2 separate regions of the Sus scrofa genome follow, and region 1 is linked to region 2. A link is a contact called in public Hi-C data. All regions are on one chromosome and are shown on one strand. Each heading gives the region's core, a stretch centred on a gene start, on an enhancer-like site or on the middle of the called end of the contact. The rest is flanking DNA. Distances are from core to core; before and after follow the strand shown. Region 1 has its middle 64 kb from the start of CDCA7L. Region 2 holds the start of SP8 (transcription factor Sp8).

Evidence for each region. Hi-C and Micro-C count contacts between places; a contact is called where the count stands out from the background.
Region 1: a Hi-C map of fetal skeletal muscle shows a contact between it and region 2, with 3 times the contacts expected there. The contact joins the enhancer-like site here to the promoter of SP8 in region 2. A contact is called at or near these places in 13 of 47 Hi-C or Micro-C datasets (brain, embryonic fibroblasts, epiblast stem cells and 9 more).

What each region holds. Positions count from the first base shown.
Region 1 is chr9:90,867,970-90,874,156 of Sscrofa11.1, forward strand. No RefSeq gene overlaps it. Among named protein-coding and RNA genes, the nearest start is that of CDCA7L, 64 kb to the left of the region's middle. Within about 2 kb of position 1,347, at least 8 of the 83 cell types and tissues checked have an H3K27ac peak or open chromatin away from gene starts, as enhancers often do. A contact at or near this core is called in fetal skeletal muscle and skeletal muscle, where this site is marked.
Region 2 is chr9:89,764,994-89,771,075 of Sscrofa11.1, forward strand. It overlaps SP8 (transcription factor Sp8), which reads right to left and starts at 2,435. Exons shown (of 3, transcript XM_003357469.3): 1 at 2,240-2,435; 2 at 522-1,266; 3 at 1-519. The coding sequence starts at 2,260.

The DNA.
Region 1 (6,187 bases), core at 97-2,596, 1.1 Mb after region 2:
TGTATCTCATTGATGTAGCCTAAAAATGGAACAAAAAAAAAAAATAAGGAGCATTTAAATACCATTTACAGACTTGCTAGAAGTCACCAGTCCACCTTACACAGGCAAAAACTAACAAAACTTAACAAGAAAATAAACGCCAGATACTCTCAAGATAAAAAAACGGCCACAAGCTCTGGATATGGTAAAAGAAAAATTGGATCATATCTGTGCTCCTTTCTGCTTCTGAATTCTCGTCTTCCTGATGAACAAGAGGGCAAGGCAAGGGGTTTTGAGGTTCAACCTGTGCCTTGCTGGCAAAACTCCGGAAGTGAGAAAAAAAAAAGGCACTCTCTCCCTGCTTCAGATCCTTAGCAAGGCTTCACTGAAGGCTGCGGAGGAGTGAGGGTGTCTATACCTGCTATTTCCTTCCTATCTCAACACTGTGTAACAGTACTCAGGCTGCGGAAAAAAACAGATCAGGAAGCTGTCTATTGGGCAGGCTCTGTGATAACTGCCCTCACTTCTAGTAATTTCTATTAGCATACAGAAAGCTTTGTGACTTTAAATTCTACCAGTCTCTGCTGGTGGCACCTTTACTGCTTGCCTCTGGGGAAGTGATTATTGCGAATGTACATGGTTTGATCCACAATATACAGTATCGTGTGAAGCTTGCTTTTATTGCCTTCAGCCTTTTCTTTCTTGCAATTTATTTTAATACATTTGAAATTATTATCCCAAACATTAGCCAGCTGGCCCGCTGGGGTTTCCTTTGCTGGATTCACAGTCTCTCTTTTTCTAATCCTCTCTTCATGGATAATCCACTCTAATGCTTCTTGGCTCTTGAGGGGGTTTTGCTATTACTACCTGTTGATTAGAAATTCACTTTGTCCTGTGTAGGTGGTTCTAATGGTTAGGTAATGAACACCTTATTAGAGTCAGCTGAGGTCAGAGTTATAGTCATGAGGTTTTCTTTCTTTTCCCCAGATTTCTGGATGCTTACTTATCTTTTTTTTCTTTCTTTTTTTTTTTTTTTTTTTTTTTTTTCCTCCTGAGCTGCAATTCAGTGAGCTGGTCTTTGAAAAGAGTCTCCAAGACCTCGCCTCTCAGAAAAAGAAAAAAGAGCAGGAAGAAAGGAGAAGAAAACTGTATGGTAAGACCTGAGAAAGAGAAAGGCTTTTATTTCAGCTGCACAGATGCCAGGTATATGTCACTTTTGTCTTTGCCAACCACTGGGCCTTCAGGGTCCTGGCTGCGGGCTTCCCTGCTGACAGAGGTGGAGGGTTTAGGAGGGGAGCCAGGAGGAGAGCAGGCAGCAGGCAGTGTTTTCAATCATCAGAGGCCACCCAGATGCCAAGGGTATGAAGTCAGAAGCCAGCTGGGTGTGTGGCCACGTGGTAGGAGCACCAAAGCCAAGTGTTCCAGTGGGTCCCCCAGCCCCGCTGAATCCTCTCCAAAGTTGAGCTTCTCCAGCTCCCTCTGCAGAGAACCCCAAATGAATCGTGCTTCCTAACAGCCACTTCAGGAAGAGGTGCCGGGTGTCTCATCAGATGGAGCATTTCTGTATTGAAAAATCTGTGGTCTGCATTTGTCCTAAGGGACCTGCAGTTTACAGTGGGGTAACTACTGGCTACATTTCACCTGCCCCTCCATAGAGGTTTTTAAAATTACTACTATAGGTTTCAGAACAACACTCTCTGCCCCATTCTTTTTTTTCTTTTTTCCCCCTGTCCTTTTGTCTTTTAGGGCCGCACCCACAGCATATGGAGGTTCCTAGGCTAGGGGTCTAATCAGAGCTGTTGCTGCCCGCCTACACCACAGCCACAGCAACGCCAGATCCTTAAGCCAGTGAGCAAGGCCAGGCATGGAACCCACGTCCTCATGGATGCTAGTCGGGTTCGTTAACCACTGAGCCACGACAAGAACTCCTCTCTGCCCTATTCTTGATAGCCCCACCAAAGGTGTCCTTTTAGTCTGTCTATAGCTACATTTTGGAGGTGTTGAAGCTTGTGTGAATACCTCGCCAGGGGATTCTGTTATTTATATCCAGCTAGTCTCTGAATCACACATATTGCCTGGTGCTTTGTGGGTAATTAATAAAAAGGGAGGAAGAGAAGGACAAAGAAAGGAGAGGTTTGAGAGGCAGGAGAGTAAGGGGGATTATTTGATGATGGTGGTTGCCATTCTTTTTCCCTTTTAAATTATCCCTGTGCCTATTAGCCCTTAGCACTTTGGTACACATTTTCACCATTTTATTGTGTTTTATTCCACTGTTGGATAGCTTACTGTATATGTTTCCAGTGGAAAGGCCCCCAATGAGATGAATGGAAGTAAATGGCCTGGAGAAGTTTTAATGGCTGTCCTCCAAGAGAGAAACTCAGTATGGTACCCAATTCGTTAAGATACAGTTTCTCTTCCTATAACAATGACCCAACTAAATGATAGCTTAAACAGAACAGAAGGTAATTATTTCTCATGCAATCACTGAAGTAAGAAGTTCAGGGATGAATTGTTGATTCCCTGGTATAAGGAACAGAGGGGTCCTGGATTCACTATCCTGGTGGTTGGTCATTTTTATCTCATTTCAAGTGGACCGTCTACCTGTCTACATTTAAGAATAAGGGAAGAAGAAAAGGGACGGGACAGAGCACCTGGGCACATGCTTTCTTTTTTAGGATATGACCTAGAACTTGTATACATCACTTCTGGAACCGAGCAGAACCCTAGATCCACCCTTCCCCCTAAGTACAAAGGCCCCTCCATGTCTTCAGCCTCTTGTTTATAGCAAAGATGAAGTCTCCCAGGCCTGAGTCACAAAAGCACAGGCTCAAGCAGTGTCTGAGGCAGACTCCTGAGGTGTTTTATTGATACTGTAACTGCTGCCAGAAGGATAAAGCTAACCGCAGGATGACCAGACTGCAGGCATGACATGAACTGTTCTATCTTGAGCAATACCGAGTCTATGATGAGCACAGTTCTAAGAACTCACCATAAGAGAATGGGATTAACGCTATTGCTCATAATAGTGTCTTTGTGGACATCAAAGTAATTGTAATTTGTTCTGCCTGTATATGTAAGTGGGCAAGTACAACTATGAGCAAAAAGACACTACTGATCAAGGTTGAGAGCTTCCACTCTAAGGATGTGGTGCCCTATGTCGGCATGAAGAAGTTACAGAAGGAGGATCTTCCTCTATGATCCCATAGAAATGGCATGATATTCTGACAAGCAGAGATTTGATTTTTAAGCAGCTTTTGGCAGGAAAAAGCTTTTTGCAGGAAAGAGCTCTCTGCAGGAGGCACCCCTTTGTCTTGTCACTAATCTTAAGCCGGGCACCTTCATGCTCTACTCATCTCTGGCCCTAGCACAGCTTTCAGATCTCCCCATCACACAATACCTTGTCTGACTTAGTTCTTTCCACACATCAAAGAAGTAGAAATGAAGAACAGGTAATTAATAGATGACCAGATCTCCTCCCTAGCTTCGCCCTTAAGTTATCTCATGGACAAATCATGTGAACTAGACAGCATCTAAAAATCACAAGACATTGACAAGCCTGCACACAAGACTGCTGTGGCTGACTCCAGGCTCTTCTTTTGGTCTTAAAACTGGGCAAGTGCAGGGCTTGTTAGCCTTTGGTTGTGCAGCCCAACAAACAACATGTCACGTGCTTTTATAAACCTTAATGTGATCTTGCTGCATTCCCTCCATATTGCATTGACACTTCCAATCTGAGGTTCCTTTCCCACAGTAACTGTGTGTGTGTGTGTTTGCACACATGCATGCCTACTCTATTTCTGGCTTGAGCAAGTGATGTGGGGATGCATGACTGGCTTAGCGAAATTGGGTACTTAGCGATACTAAGACCAGCTGCCCGCTAAACAGAATGCCAAAGAAAAATGTTGGCATCTCGTTGTCTTGGAGAGGTGATGTGTCTGATGATTCCGTGACAAGCTGGTTTGAGTCTGGGTGAAGTCACAGTCCATAAGCCCTCTGAACCTAGCAGACCAGGCAGAGCTATTAAATGTGAAGAGTTAGAATCTGCAGCCCAGCCATTTCTGTGCCAAGGAAGTGGGAAGGGACATTATAATGAGGAGGCAAGATGGGATACTTTTAAGTCATGAGCACTGGAAGTGTTTATGAGGAAGAGGGAATGACTAAGGGCTAAGAGCAGATTTGGAAGGGGTGGCCTGGGGGTCAGACAAAGGGGAAGTTGGGGAAAGCACACACTCAGAAGGATGCTAAAGCGTGACCCCAGCCAGGAAGAGGGGAGTGGGAGATGGGCCAGAACCAGTCTTGGATAATGAGGGGATGGGACCATTTAGAGAAATTTATTAGGAAATAATGAAAAGGCAGATGGGAGGAGCCGTCAGGTCAGGTGAACATGTCTCTCTCCGTTATTCTCCATGGGCACCTGGTTTTGTGGGGTGGGGGCTTTCAGCGACATCACACTTCACTGTGTAATGAGGAGTGAGCCACACTAGCCATAGAGAGGGCCGTTGGGGTTGAAGGTGCCCCATGCTAAATATGAGAATCTGGGATAAATGAGAATAGCTGGCCTGAATCCAAGAGCACGAGAAAGGCGATGCTTGCTATACCCAGATGGGCAATAAAGGAATGATGGAGAAACTCGGGAAGAGGGCTTCTAGGCCATCCATGGAAAGTGGCCTCTTCTGGGCTGTAATGTTCAGTAAAGGAAGATGCACACCCTGCTCTGGACCTGCACTGGCCTATTATATGGTGGAATACATCTGCCTGGCTTTCAGAGAACCTAGAGCCCTAATGACAAGATTACAATATTTTTTGTTTTATTTAGTAAGTTGGTTGGTTGGCTTTTGTTGCTGTTGCTGCTTTGCGGTTGGTTTGAAAATATTTATTTATTTATTTGTTTATTGCCACCTGTTTGCAGGCTGAAAGAAAGCAATTGAGAAGCTGTCAAAGATGTAAAGCACATAGGTGGAAGGTCTTCCTCGAACCAGAAAGGGATGCAATCCAGGGCAGGGCCTTGAAGGATGTCTAGATACAGATAGATACGTACTGGGGGAGCCTGTCATGCCATAAGTATCTATTAAGTGCCTAACAGGTGCTGGGTCTGTGCTTAGCACTCCTCTAGAAAGTAGGTGCCTAGAGGTCAGCGTGTATTAGGAGTTTAAAGAAAGGTAAAACATTTAAAATAACTTCAGGGGCTATGATTTGTCTTTTAACAATGAACCAAAGAACCATCCATCAGTGATGACCTAGTGGGAATTGCCCAGCAGGACTTTATGATGGGACTTTAAGGTCTGCAGGGTTAGCTAGTCCATATTGAGAAATGCAGAGAAACACATAACGGAACCCAGAAATGCTTTATAAGCAGGGTCTAGGAAAAAGAGCAAAGCACCCAAAGAGATGTCACACACTTCCAGGCTCCTCTTGGCCCTGGTGTTTCCCCATTGCTGTTAATAAGAACAGTTTCTGAATTCCCAGGAGAAGTGGAAGAGAGAAGCCAAATGCGCTATTGAGTGAAACCACAGTGTACCAGCACAATATAGGGGCCTATTTCTAGCAATAAAGGCTGATGCATATTAATTCATTCAACCAGCCCCATTGTTTATAATTCTTGCTTACATTTGCTGTCATGCACTGGAGTTAAAATTTACACCCTTTTTTGGATGCAAGAAGTTATTTTTATTTATCCTTCTTTGTTAGCTATTTCACTTCACAATAATTAATCAAATCACCAAAGCAGCATCAAATTGGGGAGTGACGACTTATTTACATTATTTGGCTTTTCTAACAAGCTATCTCAGAGGGTGAGGACTCTGCTATAATATGGCCCTTATTTTATGACAGGTTGCAATTTTCTTGTACTGTTAGATGTGGTTCATCTTGATAATTATGCTAAATTAAGTAGCCTTACACATTATAGAACTGTATATGAAGATATATTAACTAAGATTAAGAATTTTAATTAGGTTCTACATATCATGGGATCCATGTTAAACAAGAATTCATCCGAAATTGAGATTCTGAACATAATGCTATATAACTCAAACAATTATTAATGGAGAACCCCAAACTCCCATCCTTTTCCCTGATAGGATTTTTTTTTCTCTTTTTGGCCATGCCCAAGGTGTGGTGAAGTTAACGGGCCAGGGATCAAAACCTGTGCCACGACAGTGACCCAAGCCACAGCCGTGACAAGGACAGATCTTTAACCCATTAAGCC
Region 2 (6,082 bases), core at 1,185-3,684:
CGCCGGTGTGGGTCCGCAGGTGCCGCTGCAGCTCGTCGGAGCGCGTGAAGCGCTTGCCGCAGAAGAGCCAGTTGCACACGAAGGGCCGCTCGCCCGTGTGCCAGCGCAGGTGCGCCTTGAGGTGCGACGTCTTGCCGTACACCTTGCCGCAGCCTGGGATGTGGCAGCTGTGCAGGCCCTTACGCCGCAGGCTGGCCCCGGCCGGGCCCAGCCGCTCGGCCTCCTGGCAGTTAGGGCAGTCGCAGGTGGCGCGGCCGGAGTAGCGGCGGGCGGAAGAGCGCGGAGAGCCCCCCAGCGGCGCCGACGGCCCCGCGCTCAGCATGGAGCCCCCAGCGCCGGCCAGCGGCGACGGGGCCGAGTCCGGGTAGGAGCCGGGCAGCACCGGTTTGAAGCCGTCCATGAGGTGCTGTCCCGCGGGGCTGAGCAGATGAGAAGAGGCGCCGCTGCTGAAGGCGGAGTGGCTCAGGCCTGAGTAATCCGAGTTGTAGCCTCCGAGCGGCGAGTGCAGCGAGGTTTGGAGCCCCCGGCGGCAGGGTGCAGCGAGCCGGGCAGCGCCGCCGCGCCATTTGGGTTCTGCACGTCGATCCAGCCCGCGCCCACGTCCCACCAGCTGGAGGCGCCGGCCGAACCCACGTCGCCTGCGGCTCCCAGGCCGGGGTGCGAGGGTTTGAACCACGACTCGTACGGATGCGCCATGCCCACGCGCGGGTAGATGCCCTGCAGGCCGTCCACCGAGGTGTGCACCTTCGAGATGAACACGGGCTGGTGGGAGCCGTCCTGCGAGTGCGCCGAGGAGCCGCCGCCGCCGCCGCCCCCGCCGCCGCTGCCGCCGGATACGCCAGGGGCCTGGAACACCGAGTAGTCGTTTGCGAAGGGCGAGCTCGAGGCAGCGGCGGCGGCGGCCGCAGCGGCGGCGGCAGCGCTGCTGGAGGTTAGGGAGAAGGCGCTAGAGCCGGGCGAGCCGCCGCAGCTGAAGGAGTCGGACACCAGGGCCGCGGCCGCCGCCGCTGCCGCCGCCGCCGCCGCCGCGGCCGAAGACGAGCCGCCGTTCCTGGAGGCTCCTGACACACCGAAGCTTGAAAGACTGGAGCCCACCACGTTGCAGCTGCCAGAGGAAGAGGACGAGGAACGTTTCCAGGGGTGGAAGCCTTTGCCGAAGGAAGATGAGCTGTCCGAGAGGGAGGAGGGAGACGGGCTGGGGCTGCCGATCTTATTACAGGTAGCAGCAAGCATGGCCAGAGGAGTCGATCCCAACCTCGGTTCTTCCTGAGAGAAGAGAAGGGATGGGGGAGGGGAGGTGGGCAAAGGGCCGGTAGGGGAGGGAGGGAGGAAATGTGCATCAGGCCTCTGGTAACCTCCAAGACGCCCCACTGCACCCCATTTCTCGCTGCGGCGCGCCGCCACCAACTCACCTGGCTCCCCCAACAGCCCCGGCGCCCGGCTGCTTCCTACTCTACGGAAGGGGACAAGTTTGGTTGCTGGCGTCTGATTCGGGAGCAAAGCGCCATGCTAAGGAAGAGTTTGACAAGTATTCTCACCTAAAACAACACTCTCGAGGACACAAGACCCCAGGCACTTCGAAACAAGCAAGCAAGCAAAAAGTCCAGATTGGGGAGGAAACAAGATTCCTTTGCGGAGAATCCTGGGGAAATACCACTAGATTGCTTTTACGAGCGCTACCCCTGTAATCCACAGAGAGCTTTGAAAATCCTGTTCCGGTCCCCAGAAACCCATCCTGGGTTGTCTCTCCCAGGCCAAAAGACAGAAGACTACAGGGCTCGCTCTTCCTGATTTTCTTAACCAAAAAAAAAAAAAAAAGAGTCTAGAATAGTTAAGAGAGAGACGGGTTCAACGTACCTGCAAGACAAGGCGGGCTGCGGAATTTTTTAAGGGGGAGAGGGAAATCTGCAGTTTGCCCAGGAGGAAAAACTTGCTTTCTTTACCCCCGAAATCGTCGCACGTAAAATGGGCTGGGCGCAAGTCTCCCGGGCGGGGAGCGGCCGGGCGCTGCGAGGTGGCTTGTCTAAATGCCCTTCGAACCTTTCCCTGCGCCGAAAAAAGTGACTCTACCCCCCTCTCCCCCTCTTCCTTTTCTCCAAACTCACTTGTATTTAAAGGTGGGGGGGAAGCTCTCAATAGAGACTGATAGCCCGTGGCCTGGCCGGGGCGACTTTAACCCCCTCCGATAGGCAATAAAAGGAAACTAATTAAACCAGCAAGAGAAAATCCTGAGACTCACCCCTAGAAGTGAAGTTGCCATCACACAAAAGTGCCCTCCTCCTCTCAGAGGATCTTTTTTATATTGATAAATCAGAGGCAGTGTTTTTTTTAGAGGTGTGCAATACAATGATCAGTTCCGCCCATTCCACCACAATTGTAGCTCCCTCTCCGGCTTTGAAGTGCCGCGGAGGCGCGGCCAGCCAATCTGCGGCCTCGCCGGGCCGCGCCGCGCGCGCGCCGTGAGGTCATCGGCGCCGCCGCCGGCCGCCGCAGGGGGCGGGGGGAGCTGTAGAGGGTGGGGCGCGGGCGACCGCGTTTGTGTTACAAAGCGGGTGTGTGTGTGTGTGTGTAACAGTGTAAATGTGTAAGTGTGTAACCAAGCTGAGAAGACTATGCAGACTGAGTGGTGGGGGAGGACCTTGGGGAGGAGAGTTTGGCAGTGTAACTGTGACTGTGGGGTGTGGGAGGGGAGGGACAGTGCGGAGACGGAGAGGGGTTTGTGAGTGACAATTTAACTGCCTGTGTGACAAAAGGGGGTAGAGGGACAGATCAGTAAAGTGTTGAGGGGAAGGGTGTGAGCGTAGTGTAGCTGAGTGACAAACCTAGGAAAAGGGACGGTGTGTAAAGGGGGGTGGTGGTGTCTTGAGTGTGTTTGGTGTTGGGGGAAAGGAAGGAGTGTGAGTGTGAATTTGTATGTGTGAAAGAGGAGGGAGGGTGGATGAGTGTGTGTGCGCGTGACGTGGGAGAGAAGAAGGCTGTGTGTGTTTGTGTGAGAGAGAAGAGGGGGCCGTGTGTGCTTGTATGGGTGTGTGTGCAGCCAGCCCGGGGTGGAGAAGAGGCACTGTGTGGTAAAGTGTGCGTACATAAAAGACATGGCGATGTGAAGAGTGAAACTGCGAAGTTGAGTGAGGCTGAGTAAATATTCACAAACGCTATCACTGTCGCCAACTTCCTTGGATTTCTTGTAGCTCAAATCTTGAGTGGTTTTTTTTAAAAATTCATTTCTTAAACACTGTCACTACATTTTGAAAGAAAATCCTATTAATACCTTCGTCTCCTTTCCTGGCTCTAGGATCGAAGGGTAGAAATTTGGCAAGGAGTAGTTTTAGCGCGGCGTTAGGGCGTGTGTGCGCCTGCGTCAACTAGTTGTTACTTTAACGCGGTTGCTTTTTTATTCCCTCGGAGGTGGGATTGGGTTTTGGAAGTCTCTCTCTGGGGGAGGGGTGTGTTTGTCCCGTGGCGATTTAGTAAATTTCAATACAAAAGACAGATAGAGAAGGGGGTGAGTATTGCTTTTTCTTGGGTTGAGAAATTGAGGAGAGTTTTACGGAATTTAGAAGTTTTCACAGGAAATCCCACTGCCTTTTTCTGAGAAAGAAAAAATCAGGATTTTGAATGAAATCTGAGTTTTATTTATCTGAGAATAGGGACAAGCTTTTGACATATTTTGGACCACATGTGTAGAGGTGTCCTGTGTCTAAGGGAGTTTGGGTCAGATATCCATTAGTGCCTATGCATGTCAGTAGACACTCAGTTCAATCTCAGTGGGTTTTAGAACTTGCTTGCCATTTGTGTTATTAGTTGCCTCAAAAATGCGATTATAATTTGACTGCCACCTCAAGGGAACATCTTGAACTACAGAAAGCACCACAGCAGTGTAACAGAAAGTCTATAGCCCTTGGAGCCCTATTGAATATTCATATATTTTAAAAAGTAATTCATATTTTAAACAATTATGAATGCTCCCAGAAATCTAATTTTTAAGTCAGAATTGACTTAAATCTGAGAGATTTTAGATTAGAGATTTAGATTTTTCTCTCAGTTACTAGCTGAGAGAAATATTTTGTTTTGACCTGGGAAATAGTATTATTTTATTGTTGTTTTGTGAGTCTTCCTCAAGTACATCACAACTTCTGGAGATGTGGAGGGCAGGGGCAGGGCGGGGGGCGGGGGGGGGGTGGGTGGGAGTGGGGGGTGGGGTGGGGAACCCTCCTGGGATTTACTGAACTCCAAAATCAGGTTGAATCATTTCTGTAAGTTTCAATGAACAGAGTTAAGTCTGATGTTTGTGGTCTGAGTGTGTTTCTGACCCCTTTTTAACACTGTTGGGATATTGACTGTACATCATATCTATTGATTAAGGGGGTAAGGTACAATCTCATACTTTGAAGTAAGTGTGAAGTAAATTAATGAACTGCTTGCTTTCTCTGAAGGCTGACGCTTACCATAAATGTCGTGTTTCTCCCTGCAAGCCACTCTGAATGATTTTAGCGTGTTGAGAAGGCGTGACAGGCCAGCCCAGAAGGAGGAAGGGGTGGGGGAAGGAGGGAACTCTGTTTAACAAATAAAAGAGAATTAACTTCATTGCTTTGGTCTCCTTCTATAATGATATGCATTTTAAGGAACTAATATACAGTTGTTCAAATTTGGGGTTTGATTCTAATCAATACCATCACCCTCAAAGGTGGAGAAAAAAAGCTTTTGAGGGACAACTCCCTCCTATGAATAGTTATTTACTTTATCTTCTTATCCTCCTATCTCTGGTAGGAAGTGAGGCAGGACTATTGAAAAGTTAAACGCTGATTCTGAGAGTAAATAGAAGCACTAACCACTGTTTCCTTTAAAAATGCTAGGAATTAGAAAAATTCGGCATCATGTGACTACAGTTTTGAGCTATATACGTCTAAGATTGTTTTTATATAAATTCACTTTAGAATCGTATGTAATTCTACCTATGACAATGGGTTACAATGCTGGTATGGATTTAATGAATACACTAGATTCTTCAATTTGCATAAGGTTGGCTTGCAGCATTTGGGGATTTTCACAAGGGTTGTATCTGCATCTTTAGCAAAAAGTTTTCATTTATATGTATATATTTGTGTTTTCATATATATGAATATATATATTAGTCAAGGGACATTTTTTCTTATCCCCCTCCCCCTCCCCCCCAAGAAGTGTTTAGCGTTTGTCATAAGGCATAAGACCCAGAGTTAAAATGGAAAGGCAGAGAATTATAAAACTAACCAAAAATTAAAACAGCAATGATCTTGCTTCTGTCTTCAATGCAACTGGTCTTAATGGCAGCTCTTTCTCCACTTTGAAGAAGTGGCTGTATTATTTTTGAATCCCCCACAGGAGGGAACAGCTGTAATCTTATGTAGATACAGCCTGTCCGGCAAAGCATTTCTTAGCACATACAGTTCAGTTTACCTTTAATGAAATTGATCATTACTCTTGAGTATTTACTGCAACAATATAGCGGTTTGGAAGGGGAAGAAAGATAGGAAATGTAGGTTTTCTGACATTAATTAAAAGTTTCCCCCACCTCTTAAGAAGTTTAAAGAGCTGGCAGGGAGAGGGGTAGATGGATATTCTGCTGTTTCTTGCAAACCTGTGGTATCCACTTTCAATAAAGCTAAAATCTATTAGCATTCTGTATGCATCTGCAGCATAAATTTCATTTGAATTTCAAATTTAATAAACCAGGAGGTTTTTAATCATCCCTGGTTTTATTTGTTTGGTATTAACATGCTTATTGACCGGGTCTGGTGACCAGTTTGATCATTACAGGACAGCAAAAAGTTAATTAAAACGACCACAGCCCCTTAATCATATCATCTGTCTCATCCATGTCGCTCTCTTTATTACCGGTGATGATGGATAGTCTCCCAGATTAATTTCTCTGTTTCTTCGATTTGGACAACAGCTTTTGGGACCTAATTTACATCCTGGGAACAACTTGTTCAAGTATATCTAACACCTTGCAGCTACAATATACATCAACATCTCCTTAGATGGAGTGGAGAAGTGGAGCTTTTTTGCAGGCGGGTCTGAAGTCTAATCAATGCTGCGATTTGGA